2 separate regions of the Mus musculus genome follow, and region 1 is linked to region 2. Evidence: chromatin contacts called from public HiChIP or PLAC-seq data. All regions are on one chromosome and are shown on one strand. The core of a region is the stretch at or near the end of the contact, and the rest is flanking DNA. Distances in the headings are between cores, read along the strand shown. Region 1 holds the start of AI506816 (expressed sequence AI506816). Region 2 overlaps Kmt2e (lysine (K)-specific methyltransferase 2E).

Region 1 (6,927 bases), core at 2,765-5,264, 250 kb before region 2:
AAAGAAACACCAACCTCTGACCTCCACGTGCATGGGCAACACGAGCACAAACACAAAGACACTCACATACACATACTGAGAAACAAATAGAGAAATTATTTAAGGTGCCTACAGATATGTTCCTGTGTTGGGGTCTAAAAATCCAAAACAACCCAAGCAGGTACAAGAGTCCCCCCAAAGCAAGATCTTTATTTGAATTAGGCAGCAAAAATCGACCAGTCAGGAACAGCAGCACAGACTCTGTCTGACTGAGTCTTCGAACATCTTAGTAAGTATTTAAGCAGATGACAAAGATGTATTGCACTCGGGTTGCTGCTGATCAATCAGGGCCATAGAAGAGACTCAGGAACTGAACTGCAACCCCAAGCCAGAATGGTATGGGGCTTTTAAGCTTGAAATCCATAAATGGCTGTGCTAAGTTATCCCACCAATCAGGACTTAGGGGTAGGGGACTTCCTTAAGAGCACATCTTTGTGGTGCACTTACTCTGTTCCTGCAGGACTCAACTGCAGCGTTCATGTTGAAGTGCACTCACCTAGCATCCATGTTTCTACTCACCAAGCAGGAAGTCAGTTACCCAGGGAGGTCTTGGGAACTTAAACTTTGAGTTAAGGCCTGTTCCAAATGGCTTCAGTTGGTTCCTTCTTACACCACTGTCTTCTGGATTCTCCACTTGCGTTCCCACACGCAATGGATGAGTGGGGTCTGGGGTGCAGGCGTTTTGATAAGTGTGTAAGTGGTACGATGGTGGTGTCTTACTTTTCAGTTCCTCAGTGGCTTGTGACGCTTAACATACCAAGAGCACACAAAGAGTAGGCAACTCTTTTGAGGGCTGTTGCTATAAGGAGAAATAAAAGGTGGCTTACTTGAGGCAGGATGTAGCAGGAATTTAATGGCGGATGTTTTGGTCTGTTTGGTTGGCTTACGTTTGTTTTTACATGGCTAGAGAGATGGTTTGCCGCTTAAACAGTGTTCTGTTCTTGTAGAGGACCTGAATTTAGTTCCCAGCATTCAACTCAGGAGGCTCACAGCTGTCTGTGAGTCCAGCTCCAGGGCAGGCATTCTCTTGGCTCACAAACAAGCCTAGCTGCTGAGAACAGGCAAGCTGTCCTGGGAGAGACCTGTACATAGCAAACTAATAACCCTAATTAGAAATGCACCCAACTGGGGTGACCACTTAAAAATAAATAATGCCTGCTTTTGCTTTCTGTTCTCACTCTGTTCTCTTATCCTGCTTCTTCCTCCCCCATGAAAGGCAGCCTTCCCTGGGTTCCCAGTGAGAGACAGAGAGAGAATGAAGGGTTGTGGACTATCTTAGATCCTCATCAACAATTTTACATCAATGCAGAATCTTACTGAATTCTTCTCTGGAAGGCGATGAGGAAATCCTCAGCCGGAGCCCAGAACGTGATCTAGCAGAGTGTGGAGCTGGGGATAGACCGTCCCTAATCCTAACAGCGCGGAACACTGCTAATGCCCTGGAATTCCTGCAGTACACATAGTTCACTCAGCAACAAAAATTGCTGGGTTCTAGGGCATGAATGCTCAGTTACTGTGTATCAGACATCTACGTTACCATTCATAGCACTAGCACAGGTGAAATTTAGCTGGAAAATAATTTTATGGTTGGGGGGTCACCACAACATGAGGAACTGTATTAAAGGGTCAGCATTAGGAAGGTTGAGAATCACTGCTATGCATATACATGACAGAGTATTATTCCTTGGTGCCATTTCTTCTTCTGTGAGGTGAGCAAGATCTTGCTATCCAACCAGGTTGGCCTTGGTCTTCAGACTGCCCTGGGTCACAGGCATCCAGAACACAGTGACATCTACCTTTATTCAAATCTACTCCAGACTCTGGGCAGAATTTTTGGCTCTCACTAAAGAAGGAAATTCTTCTCAGGTGCTCACTGGCCCCTTAGGACAACTCTGCTTTGGACAGCCTCAGGTCCAGCTTGCTTCCATGGGGAAACACTGGGTTTGGGCTTGACTGAGGGATGTCTCTCATAGTCTCAGGCACTGGAATGCTTGGTACCCACACAGTGGCACTATTTGGGAGGCCTTGGAGGAAGTTGGCTCTAGAGATGGGTTTTAAGAGTCTAAAGACTTTGTGATTCCTAAATCTCTCTCTACTTTGTGCTTCCAGCTCAAGGTGTGAGCTCTCAGCTTCCTGTTCCTCCTGCCATGCCTTAACTCTGCCAACATGGATTCAGGGACTAAGTCCACACAAGCTCTTCTGTAAGGTATCTTGGCCATGGTGGTTTTCATACAACAATGGAAAAATGACCCCCACACACCTCCAACACTAGTCATAGTATTCAGCACAAAACACAAATTCTATCCTTCTAACTCAAATGGTCTCAACTCCATTTAGTAGAACACCTTAAATTTCAAAATTCCAGGGACAAATTGTGGGTAAAAGAAAATATTTGTAAAAGTAGGGCAGAGGGCTGGACAGATGGTTCAGTGGTTAAGAGCACTGACTCCTCTTCTGTAGGTCCTGAGTTCAAACCCCAGCAACCACATGGTGGCTCACAACCATCTGGAATGAGATTTGACGCCCTCTTCTGGTGTCTGAAGACAGCTACAGTGTACTTACATAAAATAAATAAAGAAATCTTTTTAAAAAAACAAATTAGGGCAGAGGATCCTGGGTGTGGCCCCACAATGTTTCTTTGGCTTGTAGACCACCCTAGAGGAAGGCATGGGATTGTGTGATTTCCTGCCTCCCACTCTTAACTCCTCCCCTTTGTTCTCTCTCTGGAGAACTCCTGCTTTAGAAGAGAATGTAAACTCTTCGGGTGATGGGAACATTGGTTTGCCTCATGAGTTTATAAATGTCTAGCAAAAAAGTCCCTAAACTCAGGCATCATGACTAAGATGTTCACCATGACATCCCTCACCACCTGAGTAATTCGACAGCTACTGAGCTACTGTGTGCAAGTCCTTAGGAGATGCTAGCCTTAACCACTGGGAGGACTCAATCCCTTCTTGTCAGTCATTATGCTAGGTTCCTGGGCTGCCTTAACAAAGCCCTTAATGGCTTCCACGGAATCGCCAGATCAGCGCTGGCAGCCAGAAGTCCAAAATCAAGGTATCAGCTGAACCAACTGCTTCTGAACACCACTGAAGGGATCTTTCCTGTGTCTTCCCACACAGTGGTCACAATCCTGGGCACTCCTGGCCATGTAGTCGCTTCTCTCCCTTCTCCTTTGTCACTCATTATCGGTTTATGTCTTCCTTTGTTAGAAGGACAGTTGCTTTTAGTAAAGAGGGTCCACCTTACAGGGTGGTGGCTCATGCCTTTAACCCCAGCACTGGGGAGGCAGAGGCAAGTGGATCTGAGAGTTCGAGCCCAGCCTGGTCAAAGAGGGAGTGCTAGGACAGCCAGGGCTTCATGGAGAAACACTATGGGGGGGGGGGGAGGGATAAAACAAACCAAAACCAAACAAACAAAAAAACAAGACAAACCCCAAAATATCCCAGCCTGATTCTGACAGGCACAGGTGCCTCCTGGGTGAAAATGCACAGCCAGTAGTGGGATTTTTAGGCATGGGGTCCTCTCCTTGTACCAGCCCCTCTTAAGAGAGTCCACTCCACTCTCCATGATGTCTCAGTTTTCTTAAGAGGAGGAAATTTCGTTACATATGGGTCTTCAAATAAAAATAAGCACAAAAGGATGTGGGTCAATTAAAAGTACCAAATTCAATATATGACTGAGAAGCACGGGGAGAAGAAAAAGAAATCCCCAAGTGATGTGGCTCCAAGATGCTCCTCTAACCTTCAGAGAGGTGACATATTCCACAGTCAGGCCAGTGAGTGGTACCGCTGCCCTGGGGTAGGGGCAGGCTGGGAGGCTCTGGTGCCGCCAGGGGACACGCTAGGGCCGGCGCTGGAGTCAGGCGGGAACGGGGGAAGGGGCGGGCAGGAGGGGCGCTGGGCCACTCTGGTTGGCTGAGCCCCGGTGCTCAATGTCCGGTCGGTTTTAAACTCGGTCCCGCCCTGGCGCCCTGCTCTTCCGCCGCGGCGCGCTCCTGGTAAGTACTCTCACCATTGCGAGTCCCAGGACCACGCCACGTGGCCTCGGAGATTTTCACGGCGCTCGCCCGTGGCGCGGGTCCCTGCCCATACGCGTCCCTTCTGTGTGGGACAGGAGATCGGCCTTGCGCTGCCCGGATTTGTCCCCTCCCAGGTGGAGGCGCGGCGTCCGGACGGCCCGGGTCCTGGGCACACTCGGGGCTTCCCGCCCGCCCAAGACTCGGATGACAGGGACATCGCCTATTTAGGAAGCGAATGAGATCAGAGCTCGGAAAGTAACAGGAGGCAGGATAATCCCAGTGTCAGCAAGGACAGGGGTAATTTCGCCCACTCAAGCGCGTCCTCGCCGCCGCACGTGTCCTTTAAATGCCGCTTGGCACAGAGGCTGGGCTTTTTGTTTTGTGCTCGTTTGTTTTAAGGTTTGAGGGTATATTCAGGCGGATACCTGCAAGCGAGTCCAGCAGGGACCTCTGCCTAAAGGACCTGGATTACCCTACTGCTGACACAGACCCAGCCTGTCTGGGTTTTGGGTCCTGGGAGAAATCTGAGCGACTGGATTAGCACTTAAGCAAGGCAACCTCTAAACCATGATTTAGGAATCGTGAATTGGAATTCCTAAGACCGGGTATAGGTGTTCAGCGAGCACCCTGGAGTCCTCCCTGTTTAAGAGGTGGCTGGTTGAGACACCAATTAAACGTAAATATCAGGGTTGGAGAGATGACTCAGAGTACTGACAGCTCTTCTAGAGTTCCCGAGTTAAATTCTCAGCAACCACATGGTGGCTCACAACCATCTGTAATGAGATCTGATGCCCTCTTCTGGTGTTGTCTGGAGATAGCAACAGTGCACTCATATAGAAGAAATAAATCTTTTTAAAAGATTATTTGATTATTGAGACAGATTGTCATGCTGGCCCAGAGAATATTTGTGCTCTAGGACCCTAAGTATTGGCATTTATGGACATAAGCCACTGTACCTGGTAAAGGGCATTTTAGAGGAAGAATAGGCTTGTGGGCTCTTGTAAACAAGTTCCCTGCGAGGTAGTTTTCTTTCCGTTAGAGGTTAGGGTTCTGCTGAGCCCCTTCGAGAGTGAAGGGCAGCATGAGCCAGCTTCTAAGGTGAGGAATTATTTTTCCCTTCCTCATTCAGGCTCAGGAGACACATCTGATGCTGCTTCTGGTTTTGAAATCAGAGACAATGTTTCACTTTCTTAAAGGAAGAGTACCGCTATTACCTGCAGTACTATTTGCCTCTAAACATTAAGAGTTTTTGGCTTCTGGGGTGGAAACAGTGGGAAAGATGGCCCAGAGGCAATAAAATGGACTCCAGCTGTCAGCAGTATGAAGATCAGAGCTCTGTGCAGGAATAAATGCTAGTCAGAGGCAGGCCTTCCATCATCAGATGCAGCTAGGAGCCACCAGGAAGGTCCTTTCTGAAGGAAGCTGTGGCTGCTGCTTGTAACAGTGCTGGTTCTTTTTTCTTTTGAGCAGATGAGTGCTGTGTCCAGGATGATCATGAATTCAAGGTATGTGTTAGATGGCAAGTTTGGCTTTCCAGGCATAATTCCAGGAACAGTTCTTGGCCAAGGATGAGAACTCTAACCTGACAGGATACGCTGCTGTGATGGGTTAAAGGATTTACCTGAGGCCAACAGAACAGGCAGGAATTTAATGCAGTCACCCCATGTCTTTTTAAAGTAGATGAGGGTTTGGAGAATGGAGTGAGAGGGCTTAGCAGTGCCAAGCCCGTTACCTTTGATTCTGGGACCTGGTGGAGAGAGAGCCAGCCCTCTAGAGTTATTCTTGCACCTTCATGTGTGTGCTAGCACACGTGTGTGCACACTCAAAATAATAAATGTAATAAATGGGAGCGTTGGTGAATGTTTAATACTTAGAGGGAAATATGGCTTTGCACTTAAAAATTGTGTTCAAGCCGGGTATGGTGGCGCGCGCCTTTAATCCCAGAACTTGGGAGGCAGAGGCAGGTGGATTCTGAGTTTAAGGCCAGCCTGGACTACAAAGTGAGCTCCAGTACAGGCAGGGCTACACAGAGAAACCCTCTCTCAAAAAAAACAAATAAAATAACAATTGTGTTCAAACATTTCTGGGTAGTACATTAAGGGTTCTGTTTATACAAAAAGATAGTTAATATCAACATAGTCTACACATGGGTGTGTTTCTTAATTATCTCATTGTTGCCGGTCTAATCATCTCTGTGACATCTCTTATGCAGCTCTGGAGCTTGAGGTGAACTGGTCCGACTTCCAGAAGAGAAGGTAGGCATCTGTGTGTAGAGTCAAGATTTTTTTTTATGTGTTTTTTTAAAAATATTTATTTACTATTTTTATATGTAAGTACACTGTAACTGTCTTCAGACACACTAGGAGAGGGTGTCAGATGTCATTAAGGATGGTTGTGAGCCTCCATGTGGTTGCTGGGATTTGAACTCAGGATCTTCGGAAGAGCAGTCAGTGCTCTTAACCACTGAGCCGTCTCTCCAGCCCTAGAGTCAAGGTTTTAGGTTACTTTGTCCCCTTCATAGCAGGAACGGATGAATTTTGAGGCATTCTCATTGCATATAGAGAACATGAGAATTTTGTGTCTGTCGAACTAAATTCCATTATTTGGTTTTCTATGTGTCAGCCCTACTCTGAAACATGCCACAATATTAACATGAGAGATCTTTTGAAAAATTTGGCTTTATTTATAAAATCTTTACTTTTATGTTTTGCCTGCATGTCTGTTCCATATGTGTGCAGTGCCCATGGAGGCCAGAAGAGGGCATCAAGAAATTTTTTTGAAAATTTTAGTTTTATTTATAAAACTTTTATATGTTTTGCCTGCATGTCTGTACCATGTGTGTGCAGTGCCTGTGGAGTCCAGAAGAG
Region 2 (6,304 bases), core at 512-3,011:
ATTGCCTCCTTAAGCATTTATACTCTACATAACCACATGCAGACACACACCATAATTAAAAATGATAAAAACAGCCAGGTGTGTGCCTCTCCCAGCACTGGGGAAGCAAAGATCTACAGATCTCTTGGGTTTGAGGTTATCCTGGTCTACACAGCTAGTTCCAGGGCTATACAAAGACCTTATCTCAAAAAACAAAAACAAACAAACAAATAAAAAAAGATAAAAATAAACCTTTAGAAAAAATAACTACATAATTTACTAATTACTATATAATTTAGAATTAATAGTACATAATACAATGTAACCTTATCCAGTCTTTTCATTGAGGTTAAAAAATACCAACATAAATACAACAATTGTATTGTAATATAGCATTGTTAGGTCAAAGTATAAACTATATAGTTAATTACACAGAAAATATAAACCAGCTATGCTTTTTAAGTATTAAGCACAATACCACATACATCTCCTTTTAACTTGCAGCTCTCCAGAAGCCCGTGTGAGCAAACCTTTGACACTTACTTACCGCATAGGGCAGACCGATGTAGCTGTGTGAGTGGTGGGAGCTGCTGGTGTATAACTGGTGGGGAAAACTGTTGGATTTCTCAACTACCACAGGGCTAGCTTCTACGGATTCCGGTCTAGAGGAAAGAAGTTCCAGCAATTAGAATTCCATTCACTTTTCTGTTTTCATCTATTAAAATAATTTATGTAATTACTTAATCTATTAAAATTGATCAGGTGCTTATATTAAAATATTGTCAAAACAAATACAATGTCTATTTATAGTATGTGCACAGCTTGTGAGTCCATTCATCCTATGGAGACTGTATCTTAACCAAAGTTTTACTTAATAAAATAAATATCCTAATGCCAAGTTCAATTCCAGTTTCCTGTCGTTTAGAAAGTGCCCAGTGCTGGGGATGATGGTGCCTAGGCTGTAATCATAGCACTGTGGGAAGCTGAGGTAGGGGAATCAAGAGTTCAGTACCAGCATGGGCTACAAGTAAAATATGGCTAAAATAAAACAAAACAAAAACCCCAAAAACCCAAAACCTCAAAATTACTAGAGACCAAGCTTTATGTCATCTACCCAGTAAGAAACATGCAAAGGGGTGGCCAGAATGACAGAATGGTTTTAAGTAAGACTAACTAAAGAGAGAGTCTATACAGACTCTGGCTTGAATGTTAAGTGTGCATTTCAATGATCAAAATAATATGTGTTGAATGTGCTGAGGTAGAACAGACTCTGGAAAATGTCAGTAAGTTAAAGAAAAGGGAACCTACATTGAACCAGATTTACACCTGAAAAATACAAGCAGCTGTGTGTAATGAGTAGCGTTTAGGTCTGGCCTACCATGAGTTAAGTGTAGGTAATGAATCAATTGCTAATAGTGCTGAGAGTAGCAACCCCCAAACTGTTGCAGCTTTGAAAGCTCCTTGCCCTTGCATTTAACTATACCATTTTCCCAACTTCTTTATTCATACCGACACCCCCTCATCCCAGCCCAATTTTATCTAATGGCTATTGATCAGTGTAGTGGTAAATTAACAGCCAAGGTCAAGTCTCTCCTTTTCAAATCTAGAAGACAATCTGTTTCTTTGCCTTTATTTCAATCTTTATCCTACTTCCTAATTCCCTAAATTGGTCCCGAGACCAGCAGGATAAAAACAACTTTCACAGTTGCTACTTTCTTAGCCGACCTTCACATAAGCTCAAGTTAGTGCCAAATGGATGATGTCATAAGACCCAGTGTGCCACAATGAGTAGAAAGAAGCACAAAATGAGATTGCTGAGTCATCCTGCAAATTACAATCTCCAATAGGTTCAGGGTAGTCTGAAAACTAGTATCTGTTAAATTTGTCTCATAGTTTTAAAATTAGAATATGTTCATGTATGAAATTTAAATACAAAAGTACTTATAAATGCAAAACATTAAATCTTCCTCCATTACCATGTCAACATTTACTCCATGTATCCCTTTCTAGTTTTATGTTATAAATACATCTATACATTTTAAAAACTAAGAATATCTTATATTTACTTACATATATACCTTACTCTTATAATGATTACTTATTTGCCTCAGGTTTCTTTTCAATGATTTATTTTTATTTTATGTAGGTCGGTGTGAGGGTGTTGGACAGATTGCCTGGAACTGGAGTTACTGAGAGTTTTGAGCTACCATGTGGATATTGGGACTTGAACCCAGGTCCTCTGGAAGAACCCAGTGCTCTTAACCACTGAGCCTCTTGCCTCAGGTTTCTGACTGTTAAAATGACAGGAGTGGCCGGGTGTGGAGGCGCACGCCTTTAATCCCAGCACTCAGGAGGCAGAGGAAGGCGGAGTTTTGAGTTTGAGGCCAGCCTGGTCTACAAAGTGAGTTCCAGGACAGCCAGAGCTACACAGAGAAACCCTGTCTCAGGAAAAAAAAAAAAAAAAAAAAAAAAACAGGAAAAAAAAAAAAAGATGACAGAGTGACCTACCATGCTGGCCTCCTTTTGTGAGGGTGGGTAATAATCCCATGTAGTGCAAGCTAGAAATCACTATGTAGCTAACCCTAGCCTTGAACTCCTAATCCTCCTGCCTCCACTTCCTAAATACTGAGATTACAGGCATACACCACCATGCCTGCCTAACTTGGAAAAAAAAGTTGAATTACAGCAATGATCTATAATACCATCATTAAAGCTATGCGAAGGAAGTGTGGCAAAAGTAGAAGACTCACTCTTAAGTGTATAATCTAATTACACTGTTCCTGAAGAATGTGGGTAAAACTGGTAATGTGGAGTAGCTAATGAAATGAAATCAAGTTTTCAGGTAAACGTAGATGAGTTCAAGTATGTGAAAGAGCAAAATACTTTTCAGAGTATCACGATGCAAACATGGCTGCAATAGTGACGAGAAAGAAAGGCCATGTAAGAAAGCAGAAGGTTTTAAGAACATCTCTGTGTTGAATTTTTGTACTTACAAGTAGTTTTTAAAATAACTTTAAATGTATTTATTTAATGTGTGCTTGTGTGTACATTTGGTAACATGGTACCCACACAGATCACAGAGCACCTTTTGAGAGTCAGCTCTCTCCTTCCATCATGTGGATTCTAAGAAGCCAACTAAGGCCATCATGCTTGGTGCGAGCACTGTTACATACATGTCATCTTGAGGGTGCACTGAAAGCAATTTTTTTTTTTTTTTGGTTTCTGAGACAGGGTTTCTCTGTGTAGCCCTGGCTGTCCTGGAACTCACTCTGTAGACCAGGCTGGCCTTGAACTCAGAAATCCGCCTGCCTGTGCCTCCTGAGTGCTGGGACTAAAGGCGTGCGCCACCACCGCCTGGCCGAAAGCAATTTTTAAAACAAGGAAACATGTTATAAAAATATTGAATGACGGGCTGGTGAGATGGCTCAGTGGGTAAGAGCACCCGACTGCTCTTCCAAAGGTCAGGAGTTCAAATCCCAGCAACCACATGGTGGCTCACAACCATCCGTAACAGGATCTGACGCCCTCTTCTGGAGTGTCTGAAGACAGCTACAGTGTACTTACGTATAATGAATAAATAAATCTTTAAAAAAAAAAATATTGAATGACATTTATTACTTTAAAATGTTTACTACTGTTGCGTGTGTGATATGTATGTGTGCTATACAGGTTGTACAAGTGTCACCACACATATGGGGAGCAGACTTTTATTCTCTTCTTCCTCTGGGGATCAGAGGATAGGACTCAGGCCATTGGGCTTAAACAGAAAGTGCTTTTTTACTCCTGGTTGACATTTTTAATGATTGTCCTTAACTATAATACAGCATTTAATTAAAATAGAAAGATCAGTACTCGTGAGGCTAAGGCAAGGGGATTTCCAAGTTTAACAAACATCATTCGACTCAGTAGCACCAGTTTGAGGGATTTATCCAAAGGAAGCAACTTCCTTAGGATAGAACACTTCCTTACATAGACCACTGATTTAACATGTCTGTTATATCAATATTCATTCATGAAACTAGAAATCTTTTCAATGTTCAATCAGAAAATTATTAAATCTAAGAAGGCTTACTAAACTTGCATATGAATAATAGTTGAGTAAAAACTAATAGTAACAAGCTGCTATAATCATTTCCTTCTAAAATCTCCTAAAACATTACAAAGCTTTCTTAACAGCAGGGCTAAGAAAATAACAAAAAATATTTTGTGTCTATAGTAGCTACTGTTTTATATAGCTAATTTACATGCCTACATAAATGCCTAGATAATACATAGGCATAATGTGTCATCAATAAATTGCATTAGGATTAGTGAGATAGCTCCGTGAACAGAAACTTGTCACGATTCACAACATGATACAATTCCACAAGTAGAATAAGGAACAGATTCCTGAGAGCTGTCCTCTGACCTCTACAGATGCATGGTGGCATTGGAGTCCAGACACATACATAAGCAAACAACAAATAAGCAAATGTACTAAAAAAATTATTTAAACAAACAGGGCTAGTAAAGTCATAGATCTTGGAGAGGAACGTATAACCACCACTTTACTAATCCAGTATAATCCCTAACTACATTCTAAATATTTGTCCTCACACCACCCTTCACCCCCATCAAAGAAACTTCCCAGAAACAGAGATCATTACAGAAAAACACAAGCAATCACATGCACAGCTGTGGAGCCCAGTTGCAATGGACACATCTACAAAACCTCCCCCAGGTAAGGCTGGGGACACCAAGAGAGAGTATTAGGAAAGACTGTAAGAGCCAGAGGGTCACAGTTTGCTAAGACAGCATTTCCAAGTAATTATCAGAACCTACACCCATGAAGTCTCACCAAGATTAATACTTAAACATGAGCTGAATGAGACAACAACATGCCAAAGCTGATAGAGGAAAGACCAAAGGGCTTCAACCCCACACAAACAACTACAGGCAACTAAGGAATGCTGAGAGCAGCTGAAATAGTCTTCCCTAAGGAAGAGCACATCAATTGGTTATTCAATACTTAACACACACACAAAGAACTATTAACAAAAAGAGGCCATAAATTCAAGAGAGCAAGAGAAAGGGGTGTGTGGGAGGGCATAGAGAGAGGAAATGGAAAGGGCAAATGATTTATTTTATAATCTCAAAAAATTAAAAAGGATTTTTTTAAAGTATTCAATTTATCCAGCTTAAAGGGGTGGGGGTGGGGGTGAGGGGAAGAGTGTGTACTTCCAGGAGAATAGAGTTTGGTTCCCAACACCCACATCAGTTGGCTTAAAAGCACCAGTAACTCTGGTTCAAGAGGGACCTGATGCCCTCCTCTGTCTTCTGCAGGGCAGCTGCACTCCTGAGTACATAACCGTGCACACGTGGTTTTTAAAATTCACACTAGTAAAATAAGCCAGGCACAAAACTATAAACATTTTACGATTCCCCATATAAGAGGGACTTAGAATAGGCAGAGACAGAAACCAAATACAATGTGCAAAGTGCTAGGAATAAATTATTATTTAATAAAGTTTTTGTTTAGAGTGAGGAAAACATTTAGAAATTGGTGACAGCTCCTTGATAGCCTGTATGCACTTAATGATACTTGAAACTGTACACCTAAAGGCAGATTTAAAAAAATACACTTATTTTTATGATAATAGAAAATAAAGAGAAAGGTAGAGAATTCTGCCACATGACCAGGCCATACAGGGCTGGGGTTGATAATCAGTGACAAATGACATGCTCCGCCTAAGTGAGGCCTTAGAGTAAACCCACAGCCTTCCCTACTTCCTTCCCTGACATGAGAATCCAGGCAGTAGATTTAATGCAACAGTGGCATTGTTAAAAGAAAAAGCCCAGTTGTATGTGTCAAGCAAGCGAAGACAAAGGAAAGTATGCAAGGTTCCAAGAATCTGTAGAGACCTACATTTGCAGAAGAGACCAAGGAACTGTAGAAATGAGAGGAAGAGCCATGAAGTCAAGGGTGGACAGTTGAGCCTGCAGGTTTACCTCTGACTTGGGATTAGGGGCTGTGGAGGATGCACTGCTAGAGTGCGTCTAACAGCATGTGGGAAGGCCGGGTTGCACCTGGCCCTACAGGAGTTTCAGCGTGCAGCTCCCTTTTTCTTAGGTGACTTGGAGACGGAAAGGAAAGTAGCATTACTGTCTTGGTCTACGACTGGTGGCAATGGACTCCTGATAGAATGCTATCACAAGGCTACCATGGAGATCAGGTACTGAGTCCTGCTGGTATGGACTGAGTATAGTGAGACAAGACCAGCCAGGAAAACAGACTCTTTGTTCTTAAGTGTTGTTCAGTTGTTACCTAGGTGATATTTAAAGACCA

What was found. HiChIP or PLAC-seq counts read pairs in DNA pulled down with a chosen protein or histone mark.
Region 1: a contact with region 2 is called in an H3K27ac HiChIP or PLAC-seq map of the NIH/3T3 cell line, with 2.8 times the contacts expected there. The contact joins the promoter of AI506816 here to the enhancer-like site in region 2. A contact is called at or near these places in 1 of 39 promoter capture datasets (cranial neural crest) and 6 of 115 datasets of contacts at active chromatin or transcription factors (the 230-238 cell line, the NIH/3T3 cell line, the SCID.adh cell line and 2 more).

Annotation. Positions count from the first base shown.
Region 1 is chr5:23,709,754-23,716,680 of GRCm38.p6, reverse strand. AI506816 (expressed sequence AI506816) reads left to right here and starts at 4,014. Exons shown (of 5, transcript NR_015554.2): 1 at 4,014-4,039; 2 at 5,531-5,565; 3 at 6,273-6,315. Gm50451 (a small nucleolar RNA gene) reads left to right here and starts at 5,620; the gene lies at 5,620-5,690.
Region 2 is chr5:23,457,353-23,463,656 of GRCm38.p6, reverse strand. Kmt2e (lysine (K)-specific methyltransferase 2E) reads right to left here. Exons shown (of 26, transcript NM_026984.2): 3 at 527-641. Among named protein-coding and RNA genes, the nearest start is that of Kmt2e, 26 kb to the right of the region's middle. Within about 2 kb of position 1,761, at least 50 of the 459 cell types and tissues checked have an H3K27ac peak or open chromatin away from gene starts, as enhancers often do. A contact at or near this core is called in the NIH/3T3 cell line and the SCID.adh cell line, where this site is marked.